4 separate regions of the Mus musculus genome follow, and all the other regions are linked to region 2. Evidence: chromatin contacts called from public HiChIP or PLAC-seq and capture Hi-C data. All regions are on one chromosome and are shown on one strand. Each heading gives the region's core, a stretch centred on a gene start, on an enhancer-like site or on the middle of the called end of the contact. The rest is flanking DNA. Distances are from core to core; before and after follow the strand shown. Region 1 has its middle 47 kb from the start of Gm36772. Region 2 overlaps Tns3 (tensin 3). Region 3 has its middle 58 kb from the start of Tns3. Region 4 has its middle 12 kb from the start of Gm36772.

Region 1 (6,139 bases), core at 3,474-5,973, 190 kb after region 2:
TGTCTTAGTTAGGGTTTTACTGCTGTGAACAGACACCATGATCAAGGCAAGTCTTATAAAGGACAACATTTAATTGGGGCTGGCTTACAGGTTCAGAGGTTCAGTCCATTATCATCAAGGTGGGAGTATGGCAGTATCCAGGCAGGCAAGGCACAGTCAGAGCTGAGAGTTCTACATCTTCATCCAAAGGCTGCTAGTGGAAGACTGACTTCCAGACAACTGGGGTGAGAGTCTTAAGCCCACACCCACAGTGACACACCTATTCCAACCAGAGGACCCCCATTTCTTTTGCATTGGCTCCTGACAATTTTCTCTCCTTCATTGTATCAATGTTTCGTGATTCTTCATGTTCCTCAAAGGTGTCCCTTGCTTTTCTGCGTGAGAGAAGTTTCTCTCTGGATGGCCTTGTTTTGACTGGGATAGACTCTTACCAACCATCAGGGCACAGTATGAAGTCAGTACTGAGGAACTACATGTAAGGTTCTGGACAAGGTCTCTTCACTGACCTCCCTCCTAGAGCGGAAGCTCTCACACCTAGATCAGCAGTAGGTATAAAAACACACCTGCCCCTCTCTTTGTTTCTACCCATCCTAGGGAACTGAGTTTGTTCTATAGTATGCTCAGTTTGGTACAATGTAAAAAGAAATGAGATTAACTGAAGGTTTCTGAGAGGGCAGAGGACCAATCAGACAGGAGCTCATTCTGAGGCAAAATCTCAAGCTGAAGAAAGAAAAAGACACAGATCCGAGTTAAGCATCAAAAAAATCAAAACCAAGTGTGGCATGGTGGTACTCACCTTTAATCCCATCACTTATTCAGAATCAGGCAGATCTTCATGAATTCAAGGTCAGACTCCTCTACTTTGCAAGTTCCAGACTAGCCAAGGTAACAGAGTGGGGATCCTGTTTCAAGAAACCAAAAAAAAAAAAAAACCCAAAATGAAAAGCAAACCAAAGCAAAGAAGGAGAAGAAGAAGAAGAAGAAGAAGAAGAAGAAGAAGAAGAAGAAGAAGAAGAAGAAGAAGAAGAAGAAGAAGAAGAAAGAGAGAGAGAGAGAGAGAGGCAGACCAACACACACAGAGACAAATACACACAGAGACACAGACAGACTCAGACAAACACATTCAGAAACACATAGAAACACACACACACACACATAGAAACACACACACAGAGACAAATGCACACACAGACAAGCATGGACAGAAAGAGACAAACCACTCAGAAACATATACACACAAAGATAGACAGACAGACAGATGGACATATACACATGCAAAGAGAGAGACAACCCACATGAACAGACAGACACACACAAATACACACACACACACACACACACACACACACACACACACACCCCTTTTGGAAGTTAACTTCCAAAAAAGTAGGCCTCTAGGAACATGAACTGCAGAGATATGTCTCATCCTCTCTCTTTGTCACAGTCTATGCTTCTGTCTGCCTTGCAGTGAGCATTTTGATCTAGTACTTGTTCCCCTCCATAATGTTCTGCCCCAGTACAGCCTAGAAATAATAGATCCCACTATCCATGAAGTGAAACTTCTGAAACTGTTAACCAAAATGTATATTTCCACCTGTAAATAGTTTCTCTCCGGTATTTGTCATAATGATGAAAAACTAACACAGAAAATTGGTACCAGGGAAGAATAATAATTGTGGCTATACCTAAACTTAACCATACAGTTCTTCAACTTTGAAAGATGCTTTGGAGAAGAAATGTAGAAATTTTCAGAGAAGGAGTCCTAAAATTCTGCAAAGAGAGAGTATTGTGCCTGTGGTAGAGGCTCAGCAGGCCACAGTGCTAACAGCAGTTAGGATCATGCTTGTTAGGATGCTGGTAGGTTGGAGAGCTCAGCAAAGCATGCTACTCCTGCAGAGAGCTTGACTATGTTTTCCCCATTTCCTAAGACTATGTGGGGAGCTGCAAAATATGATGAGCTAGCCAGGCACAGTGGCACATATCTGCAATCTCAGCACTAAGGAGGTTGAGGTAGGAGAACTGATGTAAGTCTGAAGCCAGCCAGGGCTACATAGTTCCTGGGCTACAGAGTGAGACTGAAAAGAACAAGAAAAAAAAAAATACAAAAATGATGGCATTAACAACTCTGGTAGTTTCAGTGTAAAGCAGTCCAAAGTCAGGCTGTGGGATGGTTATTATTAGCTTCTTAATCCAAATTTAGAGTGAAAATTTGAAGTAAAGTGGACCAAGAGGATTTGAAAAGCTCATAGTTTATACAGAAAAGGCCCAGTGGTTAATAAAGACATCTGAACCATTTGGACAACGAGAAATATACTTTGAGGACATTGTAAGGATCAGCATGGCCCTACACACCTTGCCTCATCACAAGCTCAAAGATACAAATGACCCAGGAAATCATGATGGATAAATATGATTGTGCATGCTTAGAACACACTGAATAGCAAAACCAAAAACAAGAGAACCCAACTATGTTAGTGAAGCATTAGCCTACAAATTGAGCAGAAAAATCTGTGGCAAGTATTTATCTGACAGGAGATGAATATCTAGAATATATAAAAATCAAACATCAATAGGGGACTAATATATAAAAAGAGCTCAAGAAGCTGGACTCCAGAAATTCAAATAACCCCATTTAAAAAATGGGGTACAGAGTTAAACAAAGAATTCTCAACTGAGGAATACCAAAGGGCTGAGAAGCACTTGAAAAAATGTTCACCATCCTTAATCATCAGGGAAATGCAAATCAAAACAACCCTGAGATTCCACCTCACACCATTCAGAATGGCTAAGATCAAAAATACAGCAGATGCTGGCAAGGATGTGGAGAAAGAGGAACACTCCTCTATTGCTGTGGAATTGCAAGCTGGTACAAATACTCTGGAAGTCAATCTGGGGGTTCCTCAGAAAACTGGACATAGTACTACTGCTAGATCCAGCAATACTTCTCCTGGGCATATACCCAGAAGATGTTCCAACTGGTAATAAGGACACATGCTCTACTATGTTCATAGCAGCCTTATTTATAATAGCCAGAAGCTGGAAAGAACCCAGATGTCCCTCAACAGAGGAATGGATACAGAAAATGTGGTACATTTACACAATGGAGTACTACTCAGCTATTAAAAACAATGAATTTATGAAATTCTTGGGCAAATGGATATATCTGGAGGATACAATCTTTAGTGAGGTAACCCAATCACAAAAGAAGTCACTAGATATCCACTCACTGATAAGTGGATATTAGCCCAGAAACTTAGAATAACCAAGATATAATTTGCAAAACATAAGAAAATCAAGAAGAAAGAAGACCAATGTGTGGATACTTCATTCCTCCTTAGAATAGGGAACAAAATACCCATGAAAGGAGTTACAGAGACAAAGTTTGGAGCTAAGACGAAAGGATGGACTATCCAGAGACTACCCCACCTGGAGATCCATCCCATAATCAGCCATCAAACCCAGACACTATCGCATATGCCAGCAAGTTTTTGCTGAAGGGACCCTGATATAGCTGTCTCATATGAGGCTATTCCAGTGCCTGGTAAATACAGAAGTGGATGCTCATAGTCATCTATAGGATGGAACACAGAGCCCCCAATGGAGGAGCTAGAGAAAGTACCCAAGGAGCTAAAGGGGTCTGCAACCCTATAGGTGGAACAACAATATGAACTAACTACTACCCACAGAGCTCATGTCTCTAGCTGCATAATTAGCAGAAGATGGCCTAGTTGGCCATCATTGGGAAGAGAGGCCCCTAGGTCTGGCAAACTTTATATGCCCCAGTACAGGGGAACGCCAGGGCCAAGAAGTGGGAGTGGGTGGGTAGGGGAGCAGGGTGGGGGGAGGGTATAGGGAACTTTTGGGATAGCATTTGAAATGTTAATAAAATATCTAATAAAATAAAAAATAAATAAAATGTACATTTAAAAACAATTGTTGGGGTCGGCCTGTGGCTCTCATATCTGGGTTCGAGCCTGGGAGCCATCTTGGAGCTGAAAGAAAAGAAGGAATCTAGGCAGGTAGAGAGAGAAATGGAACCAAAACAGTATTCTGATCAAGGCTCAACTTTAATGGTGGCAGACATGCTTTATAAAGGAGAGGGGAGGCCCATTCTCAGTCACACCAAGTTTCTTGTGAAGTTGTCAGAACAGTCTTTCAGCAGGAACTCACAAAAATCACAATTCTCAGCCAGGCTGGTAGGAGGTTGCATTCCCCCCCCACCACCACCACTTTAAATAATATTAAACAAAACAAAACTGGACTGAGGCATAAAATTTATTTATGCTCTATAGTCCTGCCTGGGAGTTATGGTGGCTGGCAGCCCCGCCTGTCTTAGGAAATCTTAGATTTTCTCAAATCATCCTTATCTGTCATAGAGTGTACGTGCAGCTAGTTTGTGTCATATTTCACAGAAACATGACCCTGTGGTGTGTTATCAATAGCCACGGCCTTTTGGCATGTACCCCTGTCTTAGATTGGTATGATTCTGAGTTCTTGGTGCCCGTCATTGACTGTCAGGCCCTCATAGCACACCATACTCCCAATTCAGACCAAAGCCACAATATGTACTTAGAATGCTTCTTGATGGAGAATAATAACTGCCACCTGTGCTGTTGAAGGCGAGGTTTTACTCCTGCTGCAGTCAGGCTGAAAGGTGGCTGATCTGCTTGAGAAACAAAGGTGGGGCAGTGAAAAAGCAACTGTTTAAAAGCTTCCTTGAAGAAGTTCAGCTACTCCATTCAGTTGCAAATTAGCAATGATCAAGCTCAGGCTTTGAGCTCCGGGGGTGGGAGGGCTGGCTTTGAGAATTAGCAGAAAGGTCAGAGATTCTCTGGAAGTGGAGGCTGAGCTCCAAATTAACTTTGCTAGGTAATTAAAGGAGAGGGGAGGCCCATTCCCAGTCACACCAAGTTTTTTGTGAAGTTGTCAGAACAGTCTTTTAGCAGGAACTCACAAAAATCACAGTTCTCAGCTAACTCTGGAAGATCTTGGAGAACTGGTTTGGCCTCAGGCAGGTAGCAGGCAGTGTAACATATAAGGAGAGTGATGAGAAGCAGCACAGCAGGTGGCTCTGCCTCAGTGGTGGATGGTCTGAACCAGCCTGGCTAGGCTGGAAGGAGGTTACAAATAACAACAACAACAACCACAACAACAACAACCACCACAATAACAACAACAACAAAAATCAAACATCAAAAGAGTAAATAGTCCACTAATAAACAGGTAAATGAGTTGGACATAAAGCTCTTGAAAGAACTACTAATAGCTAATACACATGAAAAAATGTTTTTTCAAGAGAAATAAGATTCTTTCTTTTTTCTCTTTCTTTCTTTCTTTTCTTTTTTTTTTTTTTTTGAGACAGAGTTTCTCTGTATAGCCCTGGGTGTCCTGGAACTCACTTTGTAGACCAGGCTGGCCTCAAACTCAGAAATCCGCCTGCCTTTGCCTCCTGAGTGCTGGGATTAAAGGCGTGCACCATCACGCCTGGCTCTAAAATTTCTTTCTTTCTTTCTTTCTTTTTTTTTTATATTTTTATTAGGTATTTTCCTCATTTACATTTCCAATGCTATCCCAAAAGTCCCCCATACCCTCCTACCCACTCCCCTACCCACCCACTCCCACTTTTTGGCCCTGGCGTTCCCCTGTACTGGGGCATTTAAAGTTTGCATGTCCAATGGGCCTCTCTTTCCAGTGATGGCTGACTAGGCCATCTTTTGATACATATGCAGCTAGAGTGAAGAGCTCCGGGGTACTGGTTAGTTCATAATGTTGTTCTACCTATAGGGTTGCAGATCCCTTTAGCTCCTTGGGTACTTTCTCTAGCTCCTCCATTGGGGGCCCTGTGATCCATCCAATAGCTGACTGTGAGCATCCACTTCTGTGTTTGCTAGGCCCCGGCATAGTCTCACAAGAGACAGCTATATCTGGGTCCTTTCAGCAAAATCTTGCTAGTGTGTGCAATGGTGTCAGTGTTTGGAAGCTGATTATGGGATGGATCCCTGGATATGGCAGTCTCTAGATAGTCCATCCTTTCGTCACAGCTCCAAACTTTGTCTCTGTAACTCCTTCCATGGGTGTTTTGTTACCAATTCTAAGAAGGGGCAAAGTGTCCACACTTTGGTCTTCATTCTTCTTGAGT
Region 2 (5,848 bases), core at 3,092-5,591:
AGCACAGAATATTTGTAAACACCTGGTTTCCCAATGAGACCCTGAGTTCAAGACCACACTAAGAACCATAGTACCTGTGCTTCTACTGGGCCTGTCCTCCTTAGGCTACCCGCTGAGCCACACCCCTCGGTGTCCTGATCTCTTCAGATGGCCACTGTGGGGCCATGGCCAGGTCCTACATGAATACCAAAGAGAGGGCCCACGATACCTCATGAAGCCTTTATTTCCCCTCACAGGACCAGGCCAACTCATCTCCACAGTGAGTTCTCTCCAAGGAAAGAACAGACTTTTCCCACTGAAAAATAACTTTACAAGAGCATCTAGCTGGTCTGAAGCAACCGTTTATTCAGATGAAATGTTTTGTGTAGAAAGTGTGGTCCATTCTGGTGAATTGCTCCTGAGGAAGCCGGTCTCAGGGAGCCGCCTCGGTGTGTGCATCGGTGTGCGCATCAGTGTGTGCATCAGTGTGTGCATCAGTGTGTGCATCAGTGTGTGCATGTCTGCACAGGAGCACCTGGAGGACTATCCACACAGGTGCACACACATGCAGTGTGCTGGGAAGGCCAGAGGCCAACCTCGGGTCTAGCGAGAACCTCAAAAGCCTGTTATTTGAGACAGGAACTCTCGAAGGCCTGGAGTCACCACACAGCCCAGGCGGGATGCCCAGAGAGCCCTAGCAATGTGCTGATCTAGAGATCTGTAATCTCTGCAGTGCTGGGATTAAAGTCGTTTGCCACTCTGTCGAGCTTTTTAATGTGGGTTTTAAGAAACAAACTCAAGCCCTCATGTTTACGTGGAAGCATCTTACCAGCTGAGCCATCTCTCATGCCCTCCTTCCAGACTTCAAAGGTCAAAAGCTTATGTGTGTCTCCTGGCCAGCCTGGGCTCTGTGCTGGTCTCTACCATTCACTTCCTGCCTTGTCCCCAGGAAGTGCAGCCCAGCTCCTGAAGCCCACGGACGAGCCCAGCTAACCACTTCACCCAAATGCCAAATGAAAGCAACCTACACTTATCCTACCTGGCATGGACGTCACCACACGAACCAGAATTGGACAAGATAGGGATAGACTTTAAGAAATGGAAGTAGTAGTCTAAAAGGTAAAGGTCTCAGAAACGTCTGTGTCATGGTTTCGTTCTATTTTGTTCTTGTTTCTGTTTGAATGAGGACCCAAATAAAGCCTTGTGGCGTGGATTGAATGTCTCTTTGGTTCCCTTAGGAAATAGGCCCTTCCTCTTCTTTTTCCAACACATGATTAAAAGACCAGGGCCTGGGCTGGAGAGATGGTTCAGCAGTTAAAAAGCACTGGCTTCTCTTTTAGAGAATCTGGGTTTGGGTCCCAGCACTCACAAGGTGGCTCACAACCACCAATAGTTCCAGTTCCAGGGGATCTAGTGCCCTCTCCTGGCCTCTGCAGGGACTGCTTGTATAAAACAAACATCAATCTTTAAAGACTGGGCTGACTTTCACCTACTAGAATTTTGGGCCTCCAGATGCAGCTGACTCCCAGGCACTATCTCACAGATCACAGTCCTTACTTCCTGTCAGCTGCCCATGGATCTGAGCTGGATCTGATTCTGGTTCCATTTCTGGTAAGAACTGAGCAGGGGTGGGGGTGTTCTTCCTCCAAGGCAGCACATGACCTGCTGCCCACTTCCTCTTTGCGAATTGTACAAGCCACTCAGCACAGAGCGGCCCCTTCATCCTTTCTTTGGAAACCCCAAGACACAATCCTACAAGAAAGGAAGGGCAGTGGGTGTGGCACTCTCGGATGCCAAGGCCCAAGGCTTAATCCCCAGCACAAAAGAAAGAAGACAAGAGTTAAGTGATGACTTTTCTTTATCTATAAATTGTTGAAATGAGTTTCCTAGCTTGGTGACTATTATTTAAATAACAATGTTTTAAAAGTAAGCTATAGATCCAAGTTATGTGCCAGCCAAAGGTAACAACAGAGCTAACTGCTATCTCAACCTGGATCTAGGACTATCAGGTTCCTCTGAAGCCCCTGATCCTGTACCCCTGAGCCTGCTCTCCAGGACTAGCCAATAAACAGTCCCCACATTTCTTAAGGCCGAAGAAAAGATGCAGGTGGCTCCCCATACTCCCCACACTGGGAACGAAGCGGCAGATGTGTGCCCATCTGTGCAACTGAATTAAACATTCAATTACACACAAATCTTCTTATTCTTTCTTTATAACTGAGCAACTGAAAAGCGACAGCTTCCGATAACCACAAAACTGCTTTCTTTCCTACAGAAGTCCTGGCTTCTGTATGGGAAGTTCCCAGGGCACTAGGGGAGCACGGCTGTAACAGGAACCACTATCTACAAGCTTGAGACTTCCATAACACAGCAGCCTGCTGCTGGCCAGGCACTCAGGGGTGTTTGCTCTCTGTGACCCCAGGGAACTGCTCCAGACACCACCTGCTTTTCCAAATAGACTCTGCAGCCACAGAAGATATCAGTCCAGGTGGTCTACCCCTATACGTCAACGAAGCAGGGTAGAAATAGGCCACCAGAGCCACTTGTCAGTATGGAAGGAACTTGAGATCAAGTCCTGGCTCTCAGACTGGCTACTGATACAAATTCTGGGAACAGTGCACGGTATCTTGGTGGTCACATCTCTTGATGGTAAAACGCCCTCAGACCATTGAAATACTATGCCAACAGATGTCCCACATGACTGGGAGTTTACAATGTCACCAGGCCATAGGCTAAGAGCTTTACAATTTAAGGAATAATAAATAAGTAAGGTATCCAATAGGTAAGGACCTATGGCTGAAGACACCACACACTTTAGTCACAGGACACTGAGAAACAAAGTAGGTACTGAGCTGGCTAGCTTTCACAGTACTAGACTGGAAGATACAATGTAGGCCTGGGCAGGCGGGGAGGGGGGGCGATGAGGATGGGGGGGGATCATCAGACTTACCCACTTGTGAACCCTGTGAGCTACAATAATGACCCTGGTGAGGCAAGATCTGTTGCCCATGGGTGCAACAATAACAAGAATGTTGCTTTTGCTTTCCAGTTAGAGTTAAGGCTTGCACTGCAGGCTGAAAGACAGTACCAGTATTAAGTTTGTAAATCTAACCAAGAACCTACAGCTGGGAGCTCACGGGCCCTAGAGGATAACTTAGTATTTTTCTACTAAAACAGACATAATTAATCAACTGCCTCTAAATTCAGATATCTGTACTCATAGATCAGTCCGCTCTCAGGCCACATCGGAGGGATCTCTGTGTAGTGGACACTGGTTAGCACAGAAACTCACAATGCGTCCAAGTACAGAGAGTGGATGTCAGTGGAGTTGTCAAACACAACTGGGACATCTATACCACTCAAGGCTAGGAAACCACTGCAGAAGGGCGAGGGAATGGAATGATTCTAAAAGCCAGGGAGCTGGGGAGGTTGGAGTGAAAAACATCTTCTGGATATAAGAGTAGAGAGCAGTCCATGAGCTCCACCTCCAACTGAGGGGCTCCTGAGAGATGACGGCATCTGGGTAAGGCAGAGAGCCATGGTTTTTAAGGGTATAGCCCCTGGTAAGTTGATAATGGTGCAGTGAATGGCCCCACACATAGGAGCATACATGCGCATGTATGTGCATGTATATGTATATGTGTATATATGTGTTATATAGATAGATATAGATACATATATGTGTGTGTGTGTGTGTGTGTGTGTGTGTGTGTATCAAATTTGACCTCAGGTTATTTTAAAAAATAACAGCATGAATTTGAAGGGGATAGGGAGTTGGTTTTGGTCTGGGAGGGGTTAGGGAAGGAATAAAGTAAAAATGATCACAATAAATTATATGCAATTCTCAAATAATTAGTAAGGATGTTTTCTAAAGGTTTGGGGGGGGGGGAGAATCCAAAACAAATAAATATTTGATCACGCCCGAAGTCACAGTTCTGTCAACAGTCACACGTGGCCATTGTCTTCAATGGCCCCACATTAACATGCATGGCGGGCCGTGGAAGAAAGGAAATCCCATTGGCCATCTTGTCTGGCTTACTGCAGGGCAAACTAGCCTCCAGACTTGGCAGCATTCGAATCACTCAAACCCCTGCTTCCACGAGCCCCTCAGAAAGAAGCTGGCTATGCCACCCTGGGGACTTAGGTCATTATTTAAGAGAAATCAGCTCAGGAACTGGTCCCCAGGGAGCCAGAAGAAGGAAAGGGGGTGGGGGCTAAAGACAAGAGCTGTCACCCTGCCAGCCTCTTCCCTTCTCTACCAGCCCCAAAACTGCAAACACAGTGAGAGGACAGGATGGTAAGAACCGAGCAATCACCTCAAGTGTAACCAGGGCTGCAACCCAGTGTGGGCATTTAATCATTAGCTAGGGCTTTGTGCTCCCTTTGTGCATAAGCTGACGCCACCAAAGGTCAACATGTCCTGGCCTTGCCTCACAATACCTCCACCTGCAGAGGGAGAACAAAAGCTCAAACAAGAACCAACCTGGCTTTCAAAGACTGGATGACAAAGGCAGCCAGGGGAGGCTGGCATTGTTGGGTGCATCTGTAGGGGGATTTTCCATTTCCCAGTAGGACTTGTGCTGAGATGTGTAGCTCCCGGCTACAGTTGACAGTGCTCAGCTTCCAGGAACCTCCTCTCTGGGACTGCCTTTCCCAGAAACCCAGAAGCCTAAACGCCTCACAGTTGGACACAGTCAAAAGATGGATGTTATTTTAGGTGTGGGAGGGGATGGTGAAATCAAAGAAAAAGAAGGATCAAAGTCTGGATTGTGGTTGGATGGGAGGAGCCACAGACTTCTCAAAGATCTGTGCCTCCAGGGTCACCGCATCTCAGATGTTTTGGAAGAGAACTGAAACAAGACACTGATGAACAAAGATCTGGGCTGACGTCAGACATCCCAGGGAAGCAACCGTGAACACTGGCCCAGCCCTGGCTGGCCTACCAGCATCCTGGCATCCCAGGGAAGCATCCATGAACACTGACTGGCCCAGCCCTGGCTGGCCTACCAGCATCCTGCTCACAGAATCGCTGCTGGCTACATAAGGAACTCCTGGGAGTCTGGCTTTGCTGTCCTGGCTTTCCCTGGAGAAAGGGGTGTCACGGTCCTGTCCAATGCCGCAGACAGGTCATAGACAAAGGTTGCTTCTTAGTTTCCATGGGTGACCTATCAGTTCTCTTCCTGGCATGGGCCTCACACAGAGCATCTCTGAATCCATGCTATTCCTACATACTATTCCTAGGAAGACTATTTCACTGCTCTGCAGCCAGAGTGGCCTCTTCTCCCATCACTCCATAGTTCTCTGGAGAACAATTAAGTAATATGACAATGGTCCCAGAGTATTGGTTTCCTGAGGCTACTGAAACAAGAACCCTGCACTGCATACCTCCAAACCACGGGAGTTTATTTCTTCCCACATATGGGGCTAGAAATGAAAGACTGGGGAGTCAGCAGGGCCAAATGCAAGACTGGGCCTGTCTCTTGCATCTTCACATGACCACTGCAGCCCCGGGGATCCGGGGATCTCTGCCTCTGTCATCATCACAAGGCCTTTTCCCTGCATATCTCTATGTGTGCATGTGGGCCCATCCTCACCCTGCATGTTCACACTCCTAGACTTACAGGTCTGAGATAGGTGTGACTGTTAAGGAAACATCATTTTGAGTTGTTCCTACAACCCTCTAACTTCCCAGTAAGTGCCAAGGTATTGATGGAGAGATACAGTCCTCACACTGACTATCCATCTATTGGGACAATAGAATTAGAATTTCTCTAAGAATCGAATGCTAGAAGAAATGTCTGAAGCCTGGTGTCAGCCAGAGGGAAAGCTGGTCTCATAAAGGTATTTCACACAGTTCTGACTACTGATC
Region 3 (6,568 bases), core at 3,255-5,754, 150 kb after region 2:
CTTATAAACAATGCTGTAGTGAATAAAAGCAGTAGTAACTATAGTGTGTAATTTTATAAATCCATGTTAAATCCAGCTAGGTGTCAGCAACGTTGTTCTGGCCCAGCCCCCACAGCTAGCTCTAAGCAGCTGCCTGGCCCTGGTTCCCATGGTTGTTCTACAGAACACTAACAACCATTCTGGTCTCACTCAGCTCCTTAGCCCCAAGAAAAGAAAACACTAGAGACTTACATTTATACCAGCCAGATTTAGATCAGTAAATCTCCAACCCCAATATGCCTGTGCAAAGAACATACTACTCAGTTAATATATTTACAAGCCGCATACCTAGATTGGGCAGATATACCACTATGCTACTCTACTGCCCAGCTAGCTATGAAATCCCTAGCTACTTGCTGTTGTGGATGGCCTGGTGCTGCTCTTGTGAACCAATCCCCTAATGAATAAAGGAGCCAATCACTAGGCGAGTAGGAGGGACTTCCTGGCTGGATGGAGGAAGAGAGGAAGCAGGAGAGAGTTAAGAGATGGTTCTTTTTTTTTTTTTTTTTTTTTTTTTTTTGGACGGGGATAGCGTGGGGACAAGATGTAATTATAAGTGTCTCCCAGTTTCGATGGCAGATCTGTTAGGATTTGCCACTGGAGGATTTAGATTTAATAAGGTTTACAGATTAGGATTTTAGTTGTTTCACCCATTGTTACCATTGTTTCTGAACTAAATCTGTGTGGCATTTTCCTTCACACCGTGGCTCATCTGGGTTCTCAAGAGAAAAAGGTATAGAGGTAGTATTGTAGTGATCCGCCAGTGGGAACTTAGGGAGCTGGGTGGAGAGATTTTAGAGCACTGAGTCAGAGTATGCACAAGATAAAAGCAGGTGGGCCATTGCTCGCCAGCGCATGGCTGGCCAGGCCAGGGGTGTGTGTGTGGGGGTGTGTGTGTGTGTGGGGGGGTGGGGGTGGGGGTGGGAGTGGGTGAGCTTCCGGTGTAAGCACGGGAGCATGCTGGTTCTTTTTTTATTATTTCCTGCAACAACTTGCAGCTCCTCTAGGCCATGTGGGTCTGGCTCCATCTTCTACTTCTTCATCTTCTCCCTCTGTTCTCCGTCTTGTCTTCCTCTTTCCTTCCTTTCTCTCCTTCTCTAAAAACCTCCAGCCCTGCTTTTTCCTTCCACTGCCCAATCACAGGCTCTAGCCTTTATTTTCAGTTAAATTGAGAAGCAGGTTCACATGGAATCCAAGTATGTGATCAGGATTAACATCAAAATACAAACAACTCCATAACAAATAACAGAATTGTTGCCGGCTTAGCCTCAAACACAGACTCACACTGCCTCTGTCCTCATCAGCACTCCCTTGAGGAAAAGTCATGAAAGGACGGCCAACATGTGAGAGTCAGAAAAAGTGGCCACTTGGGCCATTTACCCAATTGTGTTTGGGGTAGCAGAGATGAAATATAGATTTTATTTTATTTTATTTTTCGAGACAGGGACACAGTCTGTACACCAGGCTGGCCTGGAACCCAGAAATCTGCCTGCCTCTGCCTCCCAACTGCTGGAATTAAGTGGCTGGCATGAGCCACCACTGCCCAGCTAAAATACAGATTTAAAAAGATGTTAACTCAGGAGTACTGGATGGGGGGAGTGTTTGCTAGCATCAGGAAGGATTAGAAATGCCCAGCCATTAAGCTAGTCATGGCATATCAAAATTAATCTAAAGTGTGTGTCTGTCTTTCACAAATCCAGAGAGCTCCTGAGATTGTCCCATTGGAAGCAAAGCCAATAGCTAATTGGCTGCAGCAAGGATGCTGTTTACTGGGGAACAGGGCATGGGAAGGGTATAGGGGATTTTCGGGATAGGATTTGAAATGTAAATGAAGAAAATATCTAATAAAAAATTTAAAAAAAAAAGAATGCTGTTTACTGGCTTGCTTATTGGGTTGTACTTAGATATTTTCCTTATATAGCTCAGGTCCACCTGCCTAAGGATGGTGCTGCCCACAGTGGACTGGGCCCTCCTATATCAATTAACAATCAAGAAAATGCCTATAGATATGGACACAGACCTATCTGATCTAAACAATTCTTCAACTAGGTTCCTTTCTCTCAGATGACTTTACATTGTGTCAAGTTGATAATAGTAACTAACCAGGACATATGTTATTTCTTATTTCCTATCCCTGGAAACTTTGGCTTCCATGTGTTTGAGCCAAAGGCATTTTCAAAGTTTCTTTCTCTTCTCCACTGGGCCCTTGTGTGGTTTGGGTTCATGTTCTTAATTCATAAAAACAATAAGGGTCCCAGGTGCTTACTACGATGTACATGAGAGTGCCAGGTGTATCTCAGATGGGCACTGAGCTGTGTTCACAGCTAGAACCTTTGCTTTGTTGTTCTTAGATATCTACCTGCAGTGAATCTCAGATGGCTTTGAACTTCAAGTTGCTGGGTTTTTTTTTGTTGTTGTTCTTTTTTTTTTTTTTTTTTTCTGTTCATTTTATTCTTAGCCGAGGATTGACACTTCCTCCTGGCAACATTGAAGCTATAGGCCATCACAACATCTGGAAAGTTCTGACTTTGACATATGCGTAGTGGTGGCGGAACTGAGCAGAGATTGAGTTTGAAAATTGTGTGTTTTGGGTCTTATTCCACAGCAGCCCTCTGCCTATCTCATGAAGATGAAAATCCACATGCCATGTCGGTTAGGAATCCAGGCTGTATAGCTCTGTCTGTCATCAGCTGCAAAATGTAGGTAAGCAAGCACTGTCCTCAGCAGACTTGCTGAGGACTTGCCTGTAAAGGTTATTGGGCACTGTGTGTCCCAGAGCTTGGAGAGATGGCAGGCATCAGGGAGGTTTCCACAGGAAGTTAAAATTAAAGATGGTACAATGAGGCCAGGACTCTGGGACAGTATAGAAGGTGATCCTGAGAACACAAGGTTATGTGGACAGGGGCAGAAGAGGACAGAGGCTTCTGAGTATCAGTACAGCAGAGACATGCCAGTGCTTGGGATATGGCATATGGTGAGCACCATGAAACATTTGAACTGGTCACAGAGTACAGGTAACACAAGCTGTATTCAGTGGATGCTTCAACTGCCTCTCCAGAAGGCTCCTCAAGTCAGCTGTGAGGATCAGCTCTGTTTTGGACTCTAGGGTTCCCGCCCACAATGTCAGTTATGAATCCAGTGCCCAGGCCTGCTCCAGATTCATCCAAATGACAGCACGTGTGGAGAGCATTATTTTGTTAATCTTCGTGAGTATGGTTGTACGCTGGCAATAGGTAAGAATGATAAGAATGAATTGGTTGACATTTGGAGATGTTATGTGACAGAGTGACAGAATAAAAACTAAAAGTACAGAAGTGGTGAAGATAACTTCCAAATGGACTGTACTGTTTCTCATTCTGTAACCTGCCAATCATCTGGGGGGCCATCACTCTGTTGACTGAAGCTATGCTGAGAGGCGAGCAGTGTTGTGTCTCGATAACTTGCACATCCTCTGGACAATGCGCTCTGACCTTTCCATGCAATTACCACCTGCATGTTGTAGTTGGTGAGATGTGTCTTCTTTGCTACATGAGCATTGCTTTTCTTTCCCTTTTTCTGTGATACTTAGGAAACAAATGTGTGGTTTCTAGAGTTATGTGGTTAAGGGGACCTATGCCCAAAGAGATAACAGAAAGAGATGCTTATGCTATGAACTGAGCCAGACTTAAAATTGCAATGACCAAGTAGCTTCAGACATGCTAACAAGATGCAGTTACACACACACTGACCAGGGTCCCCTTTTGCTTTTCATGCTATCCTTGGAACTTCTCTGGGCCACCTTTGCAAAGTCCTGTAGATCTACAAAGATCTGCAAATAAACATTAAAAGGAGACATCTGTACCACTTACTCTGACCATGGGAGGACCATAAGCCCATCTTATTGTTTTTACTCCTCTTCCCACCAAGGATTATTTGCTTATCCTCAAGCTTCCAAACAATAGCACTTGACAGTTAGATTATATTTATATTCATTGAAGAAAATACTGCCTTGTGAAGCAACAACGGTCCCATTTCAAGCAAGGACTGTGAAGATGGAAATCGGATTCCAAACCCACCAGGTAACCATAATGCAGGGGGTGGGGGGTGTTTCAGAGAAGCAGCCATCCTCAGGCCACATCTGTGCTGAGTGACAATCTCTCTGAATGAGAAGAAATAAAGGCTAATTATCCCCAGGGTTTGACAGGTCTTTCTCAACACTTCTGCATAAAAGAGCAAGGCCACCCAGCTGGTCCCTCAATTGAAGGCCGCAAGAATCTAGTGTCGGTGGTACTCAAACAAATGAGACAGCACATCAAAGAGAAGCCCTACAAAGGCCCAGGGGAAGCTAGAGGAGACCTGATGGTGACTGCAGTATCTTCAGCTGGAAAAGCAAATTGAAGAGCAGCCATTGTAAAGGGGACAATACGTGGCCACATAGGAAGAAAGAAAACAAGAGACCTTCTTGTGCATCCATTACTCCCCTAACAAGAGTAGGTGGAGGACGGGTAAGTGCTGTGAAGAGGGATCTATTGCTATGTATATGGAGCCAGCTCAAGTGAAAGCCAGAGAGGGTTGAAACTGGCCATCCCTCTTGTTATCTAACTTGAATGTAATGTCTTAGAACCCCTGCAGTAGACCCAACAGCACTGTCCACGGGTTCAGCCCATGTTCAAGCAGATTCTCAGACAGGTACCTCTATCTGCCTGGGGAGTATGACCCAGAACAGGGCACGTGAGGCCACTCCTTATATTAGTTACAGGGGGAGCTTACATTCTCTAGAAACACATCAAGCTATAGGTGCACTGGAGACTAAAATTTCTAAGTGGAAGAAACACTTGCTAGGGCACAAGATTTAAGATTGCCTTTGTGGGCTCTGCTGAAGTTAAGCTCATAGTGTGTTGGGGGCTGGGCAGGAGGGGAATATAAAATCTTCACAGTGCTGTGGCTGCCAGTGGGAAGGAAGTGAAGCTGGGGGACTTTAGGTAGGGGGGTATGGAATTTTAATCGGATGCACAGAGGGCTGGGGAAGGTAATAAGGGAGGCAAATTCAGAGACAGTAGCGGAAGAGGGCTGAGAAAACACAAGCTTGCACTCTGACTTGTACTCATGCAAGCCCCCCCCCCCCAACCATTGCCTCATCCACATGCCCACACTCACATGTGGGTAATCACCTCTACACTCACAAACACCTTGCCTGTGACTGGCCAGGGCAGATGGTGTGTGCTAGGCATTTTGCTAGGCCTAAAATTAGGCCTTTTCCATGGTGTCTTGACTGGTGCACAACACCTCACTGAGGAGAGATGGAGGGAGGTCTTGTCCCAAGGCCACATCTTTGCTTTTCATTGTCTGCTAGCTCTTCTTTCTCCTCCTGTTCACTCAGAGTATAAGGCTGGAGATTGAAAGAGGACGTGTACAATGTACCTTCTCAGTGTAGTTTTAAAGTGGTACAGAAAAGGCTGGCTTGGGCCATCTGAAACATAAAATTCACTTAATTCACTCTACCAGGATGAAAATGTTCCGAGGGGAATGCTATCATAAGCATAATTTTCCAAGAGTTTTGAGTTTCTAGACATTCAAACCCTGGCATTCAAACCATGCCACAGAGATGATTATGTCGCATGTCTTCAAGCAGGCCTTCTATATGGACCCTGTTTTTATAGGAAGGAGTTTCTCTTGGCAAATGGGATTTTTTTTCAATTAAATAATGAAACAAATCAATATTCTGTTTTATTCAGTGAGTCAGTGTTTATCAAGCAACCTTACATAGTTGCACTCAGTCAAGAGATTCAGGGGCCGCTGGGTAAGGATCATAGAGATTGGTGAACTCACTGATAAGGATTTTAAGAATACTTTTATGTGTATGAGTGTTTTGCATGCATGTATGTCTGTGCGTGGTATGTGTGCCTGGTGCCCTCAGAAGTCAAAAGAAGGTACTGGACCCCTGGAACTGGAGTTAGAGGTTGTTATAAACTGTGGTGTGGGTGCTAAGAACCAAACCCAAGTCCACTGGGAGAGCAGCAAGTGCTCTTAAGCACAGAGCCATCACTCTAACTCCCCATCCCCACCCCACTGTTAATGTGGGTTTTGATTTTTACAAGGCAAACAAGCTTTAAGAAACTGCTGCTTGTCAAGTTTTGCTGCATCACCAGGGAAAGACATCTACAGAAATCTGAAATGCTGTTAAAACACCCTATCTTCTAACAACTTCCAATGACTGGGTGAGGCCACTTGTCTTACTTTAACAGGACACCCTGTGACAATAGATAATGCAGGGACAGGTGGGAAATCCCTATTTGCATGAAGCCAGATTTCAGAGAGATCCCACAGGGTGCATTCAAAGTTCTAAGGATAAATGACTGGGGGACTATGGGACTATAGTTCCATATACGTACAGGTATAGTATAGATGGGGCATCTGTAACATCTCCACTGCTAAGTTCAGAATATTGCAGGCGAGGGCACAGTAAGAATGTATGAGCCAGGAGAAGGGAAGGGGTATGGTGAAATGCTGTCCTTTGAACATGACAAGGGCTGCACATGTGAACTCGTGA
Region 4 (6,695 bases), core at 2,418-4,917, 240 kb after region 2:
GATATAGCTGTCTCTGAGAGGCTCCTCTGCCAGTGCCTAACAAATTCAGAGGTGGATGTTCTCCGTCAACCGTTGGACTGAGCACAAGGTTCCCAATGGGAGAGCTAGAGAAAAGACTGAAGGAACTGAAGGAGCATGCAGCCCCATTGGAGGAACAACAACATGAACCAACCAGTACCCCCAGAGCTCCCAGAGACTAAACCACTAACCAAAGAATACACATGGAGGGATCCATGGCTCAGGCTGCATATGTAGCAGAGGATGGCCTTGTGTGACATCAATGGGAGGAGAGGCCCTTGCTCCTGAGAAGGTTGGATTCCCCAGTGTAGGGGAATGGCAGGACAGGGAAGTGGGAGTGGGTGGGTTGGGGAGCAGGGGGAGGGGAGGGATGGGATAGGGGGTTTTCAGAGGGGAAATGAGGAAAGGGGATAACATTTGAAATGTAAATAAGGAAAATATCTAATAAAAGGAAAAAAGAATAGATTTGGTACACAATAACATCTAATTGATTTTATATAGCTATATATACATTACAGATCATCATATATATGATGTTATATAGTGCTAATTTACTTAAAAATGGATCTCAGTTAAAAAAAGGTCCATTCATAAGCCAGAAAAGATGATGGTTATTGTTTTAAAATGGCAATTCATTGTGGGGAAATGTAGATGATTTCTTGCCTGGAATACAGCACTCTCAAGAAGACTAATTGCACACTTTTAACTCAGTGGGGAAGAGCACTTGCTATTCTTGCAAAGAACCTGAGTTTGAGATTCTCGGCACCCACATAGGGGCCTCTCAGCTCCTCAGGCACCAGGCACACATGTGGGACACAGACATATGTGTAGGCAGAACACTCATAAATATAAAATAATAAGTCTAAAATAATTATTTAAAAAATTTAAAGAAGGCTAATTACCCTCGCAACTCTAAAAAGCAATGTGGAAAAACGTGACGGTTGAACCTGTGTGTTGTAAGGTCCTGTGAGCACGACTTCCTTTAGGAAGAGGGTCTTTGCAGATGTGATCAAGCAGAGGAGGTCAGGCTGGAGGAGATGGACCCAATTCCAGTGTGCCAGGTATCCTTGTAAAATGGGGAGACTTAGGACACAGACATACAAAGGGAAAAGATCCAGGGATGAAACTACTGTTGAATACCTTAGAAGGAAGTAACCCTCATCTTGGATAATCGAGTTTCAGAACATTCAGAGCCATGACAGAATTGTTTGTTGTTCAGGTCTTGTGGGTTGTGGCACTTTGTTAACACTTTATCCATTCACCCCGGCAAACAGTGTAAAACATTCTAAGATGCTTATCAAGGAGGCACTGGGCCATTCTTGCCTGTTCTGTTCTCTTCTCTGACTGTTTAGGAAAGGGTGCATGCTGGCAGTTACCGACAAAAGTACATTTCCTTGGGTTTTCCTTCAGTATGCAATAAGACAGTTCACAAGTTCCTGGCTCATTCCCCAGTGTTCTCTAGCCAGAGTGTTTGTGTCAGGAGATAGCATGTCTGCCCTCCTCCTCTTTTATCCCCTACCGGTGAAGCCATCTCTAACCATCGTGGCAGGAATGAAGGTATTCTAGAGAGACACTGTGGGCCTCCCTTTGGACATCAGTCTAGTAAAAGAGTGGTCTCCCCTAGGTTAGAATTTCCCCAAGTTCTTTTGCTGGGAAAAGGAAAATGCTAATATCAGCAGAGGAGGGATATCTCACATAGTTCTAGCAACTTGTCAATTACCATGCAGAAGAGGCTGGGGCCTGAGTAGTAATGCTCAATGCTTGACAGGTCCACACCTGGCCAGGACACTTAGTTCTTGATGCTTCTTGTTCAATATTTAAATCTAAACTTCATGTCAGGATTTGAAGATAAACTAGGGGTGGGAGGATGTGGCTGAATAGCTTTCTGTTTTCTGCTTCCCCTTGTGGCCATATTAAATAAATCTTTCTTAGCTCTGTACTAATTCTCTATCTCTGTCCCTCTTCCTCTCCTTCATTCTCTCCCTTCCTCTCTCCTTCTCTCTCTCTCTCTCTCTCTCTCTCTCTCTCTCTCTCTCTCTCTCTCTCTCTCTCTCTCTCTCTCTCTGAGTGTTCGTGTGTGCTCTGTATATGCCCCCTCTGTGTGTGTATGTGTTTGTGCTTGCCTGTGCAGCTTTCTTCTTCTTCTTCTTTCTTCTTCTTTCTCCTTCCCCTTCTCCTCCTCCTCCTCCCCCTCCTTCTCCTCCTCCTCCTTCTCCTCCTCCTCCTCCTCCTCCTCCTCCTCCTCCTCCTCCTCCTCCTCCTCCTCCTTCTTCTTGTTTTCGAGACAGGGTTTCTCTGTGTAGCCCTGGCTGTCCTGGAACTCACTCTGTAGACCAGGCTGGCCTCGAACTCAGAAATCCACCTGCCTCTGCCTCCCGAGTGCTGGGATTAAAGGCATGTGCCACCACTGCCTGGCTAAATGTCATCTTCTATCACTTTCTACTTTATTATTGAGTGTGTGCACTTACAGTGTGTGTGTGTGTGTGTGTGTGTGTGTGTGTGTGTGTGTGTGTACACGAGCATGCCATGGCACTCATGTACTTTGTGGAGTCAGTTTAGGGGCTTGAACTCAAGTTGTCAGGTTTATGCTACAAGCCTCTTTAGCTGATGAGCCATTTCAATATCCTCCCAGCCCCAACACCTTCTGTTTTAGGACATGGCTTCCCACTGAAGCTGGAGCTCACTGTTTCAGTTGATGACTGACCAGAGAGCCCCTTCATCTCCCAGGTCTGTGCTTATAGGTGCTGGCTTTTAGATGGGAGTCACATTCAGATCCTCATGCCTATACAGTAAGCACTTTACCTACTGAGCCATCTCCTTACCGTCCCATTACTATGGTGCCCAAACCTAGAGTATTAGGGCTGCCAGGAACCAGGCTCTGCCCCTAACAACTCTGGTAACCAAGGCTGCTGGAGGTGTCTGGGCTGCCCTCAGCTTTGGGAAGTGACTCTTCATTTTGTTGCCCATTGTCCTTGGGAACAGCTAGGCTGAGGTTTGGATGCAGGTTTGGCGAGATGAATGAGGTAAAAATTAACATATAAAATAGTTCAGACTGGGACCTCTTCTCTACTGAACCTGACACAGAACAGAATGTACAGAAAAAGTGTGAGATCTACTAATGTCCCAGGGCCAGGCACTGTGCCTGAGAGCCTCTGGCGTTTCTCCTGGTCTTCTTCTACTTTCAGAAGTGCCTTTATTGAACTATTTTCTCCTCCATTCCTATTTTCACTTCTCGTACAAATCCTTGTTCAAAGATACGTGAACCCTTGGAAATTTCCGTGGTATCCATGTGACCACAATCCCTGCCTGCAGCAGCGATGGCAGAGGTGGTTCTATTGTCACCAGTGTCCTGGAAGACACTGCCTTTCACAGCCAGCCCCTGCATCTGGATGAGGAAGTCTGCCTAGCTCCCTTATGCTCCCTCTGACGACAATGTCCATGCTTTAAGCCACAGGTTGATCAGATGTATCCTCTCTCAGTGCTGACCACTAGCTGTCTCTGAACCAACTTATGTCCATTTCACAGCTGACCAGCTGTCCACCCCCAGCCTTCCCCAAGGCAGAGAGGCATCCCTTGGCTATGATGGCATGGGAAACCTTGCCACTTGCAGTTGACAGTCCTGGAGACAGTTTCTGTGTTTCCTGATCTGTAATTGCTGGAATTGTTCCAAGACAAAGAGGCAGGACACACACAGAGGGGACCCCACCAGGGCTCAGCCACTGGGTTGACTCCTTTGCTTTGAAAAATTAGAGTAAAAAGAATTCTGATTTTAAACAGCTTCTCATTGTGTGGCCCTGTTGGAGCAGCCCTGTTGACCTCTGACCCTTAGCCCACTCACCAAAATAAGGTGAGTGTTTCCGAGCGTCCCCAACCCCTCAGCTCAGGGAGGACCAGAGACTAAATCTGAACCTATTTACATTCCTTTCCCTGAAGGTGATGAATGGCTTCCCCTCTCAGAGCCAGGCCCCTCCTGGTTTCTTTTGTTTGCTGCTCTCATTTCAAGAGGTTCGGAATGCATTGAGCATCTTTTAACTGTTTACCAGCAGAAGGGCAAAGATCAGATTACCAGCTCCGGGGCGATTCATCTTTTCTTCCAAATCAAAGCCATGTGGACACAGAGCTGTGTACATATCAGTCCACTTTGTGCACTCTGGCTGGGTCAGGAGAGGCCAGCAAGGACCAAGCCCAGGAGGAAGAAAGAAGTAGTAATTAGGCCAGAATCGGAGCCAACAGGACTTCTCTCCTTCTCTCTGTCTACACATTAAAACAACTTCTTCTTCTTCCTCTTCTTCTTCTTCTTCTTCTTCTTCTTCTTCTTCTTCTTCTTCTTCTTCTTCTTCTTCTTCTTCTTCTTCTTCTTCTTCTTCTTCTTCTTCTTCTTCTTCTTCTTCTCTTCTTCTTCTTCTTCCTCTTCTTCTTCTTCTTCTTCTTCTTCTTCTTCTTCTTCTTCTTCTTCTTCTTCTTCTTCTTCTTCTTCTCTTCTTCTTCTTCTTCTTCTTCTTCTTCTTCTTCTTCTTCTTCTTCTTCTTCTTCTTCTTCTCCTTCTCCTTCTCCTCCTCCTCCTCCTCCTCCTCCTCCTCCTCCTCCTCCTCCTCCTTCTCCTTTCTTCTTCTCCTTCTTCTTCTCCTCCTCCTCCTCCTCCTTCTTCTCCCTCTCTCCTCCTTCCTCCTCCTCCTTCGTCTCCTCCTCCATCTTCTCCTCCGTCTTTCTTCTTCTTCCTTTGTTTTTCTTCTTCTTCCTCTTCTTTCTTCATCATACTCTTTTCTATTACTACTACTCCTACTATCACTATTATTAAGAAAGTGTCTCCCATTTCCTTGCTATTAGCTTAATTACCAATGCTTTCCCCAGGCTTCTGGTTTGACGGATGTTTTAATTTGACGGATGTTTCCATATGAAGTTATATTTCTGACTTTGCAAACATTTATGCCCATGCGTGCAGGCATGCATGCGTGTGTGTATGTGTGTGTGTGTGTGTGTGTGTGTGCTTGGAGGCCAGAGGCTGACAATGGATGCTTTCCACCTTATTTTTCTGATTGGCCAGACTAGCAAGTCCCTCGTGACACTAAAGCCAGCCCTGAGAATGGTGGATGGAGATAGCTGCTTCCAAGGCTACAGCAGGTGTGAGATTTCACCCCCTACCAGTTCACAAGTTTGGCTGCTCCAACTTCAAGTGTAATGGCAGAAGATGCAAGGTTCCTGTAGCAGAGACAGGAGACATCGTTACTTATTTCAATGAGAGAAACAGCTCCCACCACAAAAAGAAAAGAAGACGGTTTATTCTGGAGTCAAATGAGAATAACAGGGAACCCAGATTCAGAACTCTATAAATACCATATTCCAATGAGGTATTGTAAGACTCTGGCCAGCCTTAGCTTACTAGGGACTCCCTGAGTGAATGATGCAGAGTTGGGAATTGATGCAAACATCAAGAGGAATTTATTGTTTCAACTCTTTGGGGTCGTCCTACATGCAAAGGAGAAGTAGTGACCCTACGCAGCTTGTCAGTGAGCTTTATACAATTTTCAGAGCAGCAGCCATTAGGCACAATGTGACTGGCAGAACAGTGTGACGTTTAAACTGATTGGTCTTTAGGGAATGAGGTGGCAAGGACTTCCCTTGTCTGTAGGAGGCCAAAGGTCATGGAACGTGTCTATGTTCCCTGGGCCTCCCCCACCCACAGGTGGCTGATGGTTCCATGACCCCCCCCCCCCCGCCCCTTCCATGGTCTGAGGAATGTTAATTAGCCTCTCCCTTCCAGAGGGGTTCTCTTCCAGGTGATCAGGGGCCAGGTGGAATTTCCTAAAGTTCCTGAGCTGACATCTTCAGTATCAATTTCTTGAACATTTTTATATAGCAACAGAACAAGCAGAGGGATAAATCAACCCACCTTTCAAATACACCGGTGGGTATATCAGGTAGGCGGGCTGCAGCAAAGCAGAAGAAACTCTGTTGTAAGCCTTAGGTGCTATCTAACAGCAGTCTTAGTACATTAGCTGGTGGAAACAAGAGGTCTATTCATACATTCCAAAAGATTTACCCAATGGTAACAAATGGTGACATATCACATACAAAGGAGGGCAATAAATGGAGACTAAGGGGCTAAAGATAACCCCAAATAATTTGGCTCTGGACTTGCAACATTCCAATTTTCCCACTTCAATGCAGTTGTAGTCACTCAGTCTCTGTAGACACAGCTTCCTTCTAGAATATCTTCACAGGCACAAGGAAAGCTATAGCAGTATTGACATAAATAAGCTGGTCCCCTGAGGCTCATGGTCCACACCATGGCCTGGAGTCCCCAGAGGATCCATCATGAACAAGGGACAGACAAGGTCCTGAGTCTGGGGATCCTGAGGGGTTTTCTCTCCAAGTAAGATATGGCCTCACTATGATTGGCCTCCCCAGGAAAGAGCAGGCAAAGCTTGGTCGTCTCCATCCATCCAAGAAGCCTGTGGGAGAGCCAGATCTCTTGGCATACAGCCACCTGACATTTGTCCCCTCTCCCCATGTTTATGAGAAGTGGATCTGTGACATGCCTGGTTGTTTTCTCCAGCAATCCTGGGGCTCTGAATCCCCTGCTACATCTGGGAATTTTCTTGCTCCTCCACTTCCTGGCTACCCCTTTTGTTGGAGACCCTTTGATTCGGGCTAAGCTGCTGGGTGTTGAGTGACGA

Evidence for each region. HiChIP or PLAC-seq counts read pairs in DNA pulled down with a chosen protein or histone mark. Capture Hi-C pulls out chosen DNA fragments and counts their contacts.
Region 1: a contact with region 2 is called in an H3K27ac HiChIP or PLAC-seq map of embryonic stem cells, with 11 read pairs. The contact joins two enhancer-like sites. A contact is called at or near these places in 8 of 115 datasets of contacts at active chromatin or transcription factors (bone marrow-derived macrophages, embryonic stem cells and microglia) and 2 of 9 other capture datasets (bone marrow-derived macrophages and liver).
Region 3: a contact with region 2 is called in a capture Hi-C map of embryonic stem cells, with 2.0 times the contacts expected there. The contact joins two enhancer-like sites. A contact is called at or near these places in 4 of 484 Hi-C or Micro-C datasets (all in embryonic stem cells), 6 of 115 datasets of contacts at active chromatin or transcription factors (bone marrow-derived macrophages, embryonic stem cells and pancreatic cancer cells) and 3 of 9 other capture datasets (adipose tissue, embryonic stem cells and liver).
Region 4: an H3K27ac HiChIP or PLAC-seq map of embryonic stem cells shows a contact between it and region 2, with 2.7 times the contacts expected there. The contact joins two enhancer-like sites. A contact is called at or near these places in 1 of 484 Hi-C or Micro-C datasets (muscle stem cells), 8 of 115 datasets of contacts at active chromatin or transcription factors (bone marrow-derived macrophages, embryonic stem cells, extraembryonic endoderm stem cells and 1 more) and 1 of 9 other capture datasets (adipose tissue).

The regions. Positions count from the first base shown.
Region 1 is chr11:8,749,963-8,756,101 of GRCm38.p6, forward strand. No RefSeq gene overlaps it. Among named protein-coding and RNA genes, the nearest start is that of Gm36772, 47 kb to the right of the region's middle. Within about 2 kb of position 4,724, at least 13 of the 459 cell types and tissues checked have an H3K27ac peak or open chromatin away from gene starts, as enhancers often do. A contact at or near this core is called in embryonic stem cells, where this site is marked.
Region 2 is chr11:8,565,045-8,570,892 of GRCm38.p6, forward strand. All of the region lies in intron 4 of Tns3 (tensin 3), which reads right to left. Among named protein-coding and RNA genes, the nearest start is that of Tns3, 97 kb to the right of the region's middle. Within about 2 kb of position 4,342, at least 73 of the 459 cell types and tissues checked have an H3K27ac peak or open chromatin away from gene starts, as enhancers often do. A contact at or near this core is called in embryonic stem cells, where this site is marked.
Region 3 is chr11:8,718,942-8,725,509 of GRCm38.p6, forward strand. No RefSeq gene overlaps it. Among named protein-coding and RNA genes, the nearest start is that of Tns3, 58 kb to the left of the region's middle. Within about 2 kb of position 4,505, at least 10 of the 459 cell types and tissues checked have an H3K27ac peak or open chromatin away from gene starts, as enhancers often do. A contact at or near this core is called in embryonic stem cells, where this site is marked.
Region 4 is chr11:8,807,929-8,814,623 of GRCm38.p6, forward strand. No RefSeq gene overlaps it. Among named protein-coding and RNA genes, the nearest start is that of Gm36772, 12 kb to the left of the region's middle. Within about 2 kb of position 3,668, at least 37 of the 459 cell types and tissues checked have an H3K27ac peak or open chromatin away from gene starts, as enhancers often do. A contact at or near this core is called in embryonic stem cells, where this site is marked.